Regions from separate parts of the Oryctolagus cuniculus genome. Here region 2 is linked to region 1. The links are chromatin contacts, called in public Hi-C maps. All regions are on one chromosome and are shown on one strand. Each heading gives the region's core, a stretch centred on a gene start, on an enhancer-like site or on the middle of the called end of the contact. The rest is flanking DNA. Distances are from core to core; before and after follow the strand shown. Region 1 overlaps CCDC6 (coiled-coil domain containing 6). Region 2 holds the start of CCDC6 (coiled-coil domain containing 6).

Region 1 (2,700 bases), core at 142-2,641:
TGGTTGTTGCCACTTGGGCTTAACTTGTTAAGCATCGCCTCTAACAACCAATCAACAGGGGGAGCTCTGAGATAAAGTGACCTCTGGACCGGGCAGTAAGGCCAGTTACAGGCCAAAAAGACAGGAATGCATGGCCCTGCCCATTCCTCCACCCCCCCACCCCGGCAAGATGTATTCCCAAAGACAGCAAAATGTTAAAGGAAAGAAAAACAAGCAAAACCTTCAAGCAAAGAATAAAGCCCTGGCCATCAAGCTCACCCTGGAGGTTGCCTGACTGTAGGTTTGCTTGCACACTGAATTTCATTCCAAACTGAGCACTGGCCACACACCACTGTGGGCCAACCCAAAGCTTCGCTAGGGCAGGAAACCTGCCCACGTCCCCACGCCTGACAGAAAGCACTCCCCTTCAGCTTTCCCTCATGGGAAGTTCCTAGCCAGACAGCTGCAAGAAGAGGAAGAAGGCTACAGCCATCAGATCTGTGGAATTTAATTCAATAGTGCAAAGTGTCTCCTGCATTGTAAGTGCCATGTGGATTCGGCAGTGAATGCCCCAGACACTGTCCCTGCCCTGAAGGGGTACATGATCTCCTGGTAATTAAGGAAAAGCACCATCATTCATCCATACATTTAGCAACTGGCTGCATAAATAGCCTGAAGAATAGATTTTAAAGGGGATTAAGTTGCTCAGACGAAAATGCTGAGTATTGGACCCACTAGAGGAACAGAAGAAATACAGGAGGCAGCCTAAGTCTGGCACCTAAGCACTCACGCACCTGCTGAACAGTGAGGAGCAGAAACGTACACAAACACAGAAACTGCATACAGCCGGCTCATCCATACTCCTCTCATTCAGCGTGCATACCAATGCTACGCATCTCAGGCCTACCTCAGGTGGAGGGAGATGTGCTCAGACAGTTCGAGGTCCTTGCCCAGGGATCTAAAATACTAAGTATGAAGGTGACGATCCAAACTGGAAGCCTGGGCTGGCTCCAAGTCTCCTACCTAGTCCTTTTATGGCCTAACCTCACCGGTTCAGGACCAATGCCATCTGCTCATCTCCAGGAGTTGCAGCATCACACTTCAGAAGCCCAAAGCTGCCACCCTTGCAACTAAAGCCAACGTTATCTGTGCTGGCACACAATGCCAGAGCATCACAAGGCAGCTCGCCTATAGCAAAGGAGATACCTGATAATTTCCTTTCCCACACTAAAGGTAACTGAATGTTGGGTGACTGACGGGTAATTTAAGAAGGGGCAAGAGCCACTGTGTGCTCTGGCTACCACTACCTTCCAGCGGGAGAATGCATGTTTCCTGATAGCATACTCGCTTCCTGCACATCTTCTCCCTCCTCGTGTGGATACTGAATCCAGGCAGGTCTGTCAAAGAAGCCACAGGGGCAGGTCTGCTCAAGCGAGCCAGGGGGACGTGGATTCACATCTACAGAGAAACTGCAGGGTAGGAAGAGGCACACTCCCTGGGTGCAGAGAAGAGCTACCAGGAACAGGCCTAACTCTTATCCTTTCAGAGGCCTGCTGACAAGGTTGGCCCCTGGCTGGCGGCTGGGAACGCAGACGTAAGGAGCATTCCTGCACCCTGACACAAGCAGCTTCACTGTGCCCGATGGGGAACACCCGCTTTCCTTTGAGAGCGTGGAATTTCAGGACTCGCCAAACGGAGACGGCTCACATGATCAGCCCTCATAAAAAACCCTGGGCTCTGAGCCTTTAACGAGCTTCCCTGGTAGGCAACACATGGCTCGCAAGTCAATGCTGGAGGAACGAGGCACATCCTGTGACTCTCCTGGACTGGGCTCTCAGGAGTCTTGTGCTTGGTTGTCTCTGGACTTCATCCCATGCATGGTCTCTTTCCTGATTCGGTTCCAGTCCTCTGCAGCAATAAAGCCTAGCCACGAATATGACTACATACTGAGCCTTGTGAGTCCTCCTAGACTATCTTCGAACCTCAGAGTGGTCCCAGAGATCCCGACACACCCTACAACTCTAAAGGATACCTTCTAGTTTTTCTTTCTTTCTTTTTTTTTTTTAAAAAGATTTATTTACTTGAAAGTCAGAGTTACACAGAGAAAGGAGGAGAGGTGGGGTGGGGTGGGGGGAGAAAGAGAGAGAGAGAAAGAGAGGTCTTCCATCTGTGGGTTCACTCCCCAACTGGCTGCAATGGCTGGAGCTATGCCAATCTGAAGCCAGGAGCTTCTTCTGGGTCTCCCATGTGGGTGCAGGGGCCCAAGGACTTGGGCCATCCTCCTCTGCTTTCCCAGGCCACAGCAGAGAGCTGGATCAGAAGAGGAGCAGCCAGGACTCGAACCGGCACCCACATGGGATGCCGGCACTGCAGGTGGTGGCTTTACCCACTGTACCACAGCGCCGGCCCCATAGTCTATCTTTCAAAAGCCAAGGGGAGCCACCAGAAAGCGCATACTTCACACCTGTCACGTCCTCGTGATTTCAGCTAAGTGAACTTGACAAGGAGGGTCACTGAGGCCACTTAGCCAGAAAAGGCTCCCCCTCCCTGTGGGCTCTTAACCAACTGTCTACTTACCACTTCCAACTGCAGATCGTAACAATACTGGAGATACAATCAGTGGCAAATACAGGTTCTGATTCCGTCCCATCTTGCCAAAGCACGCAGGCACCCAGTTGCTCAAGGCAAACATCTGGGAGTGAGCTTTGGTTCTTCTGTCCC
Region 2 (2,985 bases), core at 358-2,857, 38 kb after region 1:
CCGAAAGACGGCCTTGAGTGGCTGCCCCAGGAGTCTGCTCCCCTCTGCCCCCCGCACCCCGCGAGGGTCCTGGGCCCCCGGCTGGGTCAGACCCGCGTGGCCGCGAAGGGACACCTCCCTCCCCCGCCCCCACCCCCCAGGCCAGCAGGTCTCCGCAGGGAATGTGCTCGCCGCGGGTCGCCGGGGGTCGCCCGGGTCCGGGGGCGGGCGGAGGTCGGCGCTGCGGCGCACCCCCGGGGGGCACTCACGATGGTCACGCTGGCTTTGCGCAAGTCGCGGTTCTCCTCCTGCAGCGCCTTGCACTTTAGTTTGTAGGTCTCCAGCTCAATCTTCAGCACCTTGTTCTCCTGCTGCAGCGAGGCCAGGCGGTTGGTGAGCTCCTCCAGGCGGAACGGCGAGATGACAATGCCCCCCGACTTCCCACCGCCACCGCCTCCCCCGCCGCCGCCGCCGCCACCGCCGCCGCCGCCCGAGGTCGACGAGCAGGACGACTGCATGGCGGCCGAGCTGCTGCTGTTGCCCCCCGCCCCGTCCGTGTCGCTCTCGCTGGCGCTGTCCGCCATGGCCGCGCCGGGCTGGGGAAAGGAGGAGGAGGTGGAGGAGGAGCAGGGAGGCGGCGGCGGCGAAGGCTGGGCTGCGAATGAGTGGGCGCCGGGCGAGCACTGGGGAGCGCCGAGCTGGGCGCCTGGCACCAGGGCGCAGACTCGGAGCGGCGGCGAGAGAAAGAGAGGGAGCTTCCCGCTGCCAAGGGACCTCCTCTGCCAGAGAACAGAGACCCCGCCCGGGCTCGGGCAGTATTGCACTGGGGCTCGCTCCAGCCGGGCCTGTCGCGCTCGCTTAGGCCGCCCTTGCACAGCGTGCCGAGAGCTCAGGGACCCGCCCGCCGCCGCTGCCGCCGGGCCACCGCCAGCGGGCCGGGGGATACGCGGGCCCAGCTGGTGCGGGAAGGCCGGGCCGGCCCCTTCACCGGCGGCTCGCGGGCCGCACGTGTTCCGAGGGAGGGCCTCCGAGACCCCTGACCTAAGCCCACGACCGCCCAACCTCTTCCGGGCTCGCGCCTGCTCCGGGGAAAATGGAAACCAATGCGCCGGCCGCCTCGCAGGTGCTGGGGACACGTGGAAAGGTCAGCCCGGCTCCGGCATCCAGCCCCGGCCGTGCGGTGGCCCCATCTTCCGCCGGCTGCCTGTGCGCTTGCCTCCCCCTGTCTGTTTCGCGCAAACGCGCAGTTTGATCTTCCTGAATGAAGTGCTCGGCTTTGGATAGAGCTGCGGGCACAGAAAGTTCGGCGAGGAGGCTGAACGCAGTGGAACAACAGCAGCTACAGGTTAACCTTGTTAAGAAGGAATTTGCAGGAGACGCGCACCGCCCGCTAATAATCTCACCCACCACACTGTGCTCAATTGTTTAAGCAAGGTGCAAGTCTTTTTTTTTTTTTCGCTTTGCATCTTGCAGACAGTTCCAGCACGTCACACAATGGGCTTAAGACACTAACAGTAGTCCAGTCCAAAAAATAAAAGAGAAACATTGTGTGGAAGGATTGAAACACATCTCTTTAAGTGCCAATTTTCCAAAGTAACTGCAGACATAACATTATAATACACAGGTACAACAAAATCAAACCTTAGGTAGAAATCAAGCAAGCTAATTACTCTCATGTGATCTAATTCAGGGTTCTAGCTTTGAGGCATTAAAAAAAATCCAAAAGTCAGATATTTTTATTTCTCCTCCCCCCTCCCAAAGAAAGGCTCGCAGAAAATTGGTCCAGCAGGTGAGATGATTCTACACACTTTACCCTGTTGACACAAAACAGCTTTCACTTATGTACAAAAATTAGAAAGTGAAACTGACCAGACTAATTTTATTATCCAAGCTTAGTCAAAGGAAGAACAAACACATGGAAACAGAAAAGGAAAAAAAAACACATTTTTAAGTGCAAAATTTTTCTTACTGCTTTGAACTTTTGGAAAGACTTATGAAGTGTTAGTAAGAATAAAGAGATGACTTTAATGATTTTCTTTATTTCCTCTCTCTCTCTCTCTCTCTCTCTCTCTCTCAACCTAAATTCAATCTAATGGTTAAACGGTTATTCAATAGCTAATGGAAACTGGTACCTCGGAGTAAACTAACCTGCCAAGTGTTCCAAATGACATCATCTTTTACCAAGATGGCTGCTCCTAGCAAACAACTCTGAAAAGTCAACTGCTTTTAAGTCCCAGAGTCCTCCTAGGTATGCTTTGGTTTGAGGCTGAGGACTTCCGAACTCAGTCGCTGCTGGTGATTGAAGGGGAAACAAAGTGCCTGGTTCTGCTCTTCCAAAACAGCAAGTAAGAAATTGTTACGGGGGGATCCAGTGTAATTTCCACTGAAACTTGTCTGTCCACCCTGAGTTTGCCTTTTCAGGGGCTGCTACCTAAGACAAGCAGCTGGCTAAGTCAGAAAGGGTGTCTGGAAAACTCACTTGCTGGGTAAGAAAGGGAGAGTAAAGTTAGCAGGGAGTAGTAGCACAGGGGAAGCCGATTTAACAGCATTCTTTCCAGTTTATTCAGCCCTGTGATAGACTCTTAAGAGTGGGTCTGGCTTCCATACTTCACAAGTTACTATTGTTCCATCCTATCTTAAGTCTTCCACTTTTAGAGCTTATTGCAACAGGAACATTCCTTCCAGGCAGAGCAGGGGGCAAATTAGCTCTCTCTGAGCTTTATCACTAAACCAACTGCTTTGGAAAAGCAGCTTGCCTGCTTCAAGTCAGCAGAGGGGCGGAGTTTGAAGCGCCTGGCTTTCTTAAAGGGCCCACGTCATGGTAAGCTTAAGACTGTATTGGTGTTCAATAGGATTTGGAGGAAATCTGCATTTTGACATGGTACTTGCACGCAGTAATCGTGTTTAGAAGACTTTAGGGGGAAAGTCATCTTCTAAAGCTTCCTGCTGATACAGATGGGAATAAATTGGAGAATATTTTTTCCACTGTGGTTTTTATTGTTATTG

What was found. Hi-C and Micro-C count contacts between places; a contact is called where the count stands out from the background.
Region 2: a Hi-C map of an unstated tissue shows a contact between it and region 1, with 2.5 times the contacts expected there. The contact joins the promoter of CCDC6 here to the enhancer-like site in region 1. A contact is called at or near these places in 3 of 6 Hi-C or Micro-C datasets (ear pinna, psoas muscle and an unstated tissue).

What each region holds. Positions count from the first base shown.
Region 1 is chr15:52,247,415-52,250,114 of mOryCun1.1, forward strand. The region is part of intron 1 of CCDC6 (coiled-coil domain containing 6); the gene reads right to left. Among named protein-coding and RNA genes, the nearest start is that of CCDC6, 39 kb to the right of the region's middle. Within about 2 kb of position 1,392, at least 1 of the 8 cell types and tissues checked has an H3K27ac peak or open chromatin away from gene starts, as enhancers often do. A contact at or near this core is called in ear pinna, where this site is marked.
Region 2 is chr15:52,285,693-52,288,677 of mOryCun1.1, forward strand. It overlaps CCDC6 (coiled-coil domain containing 6), which reads right to left and starts at 1,608. Exons shown (of 12, transcript XM_002718475.5): 1 at 249-1,608. The coding sequence starts at 563.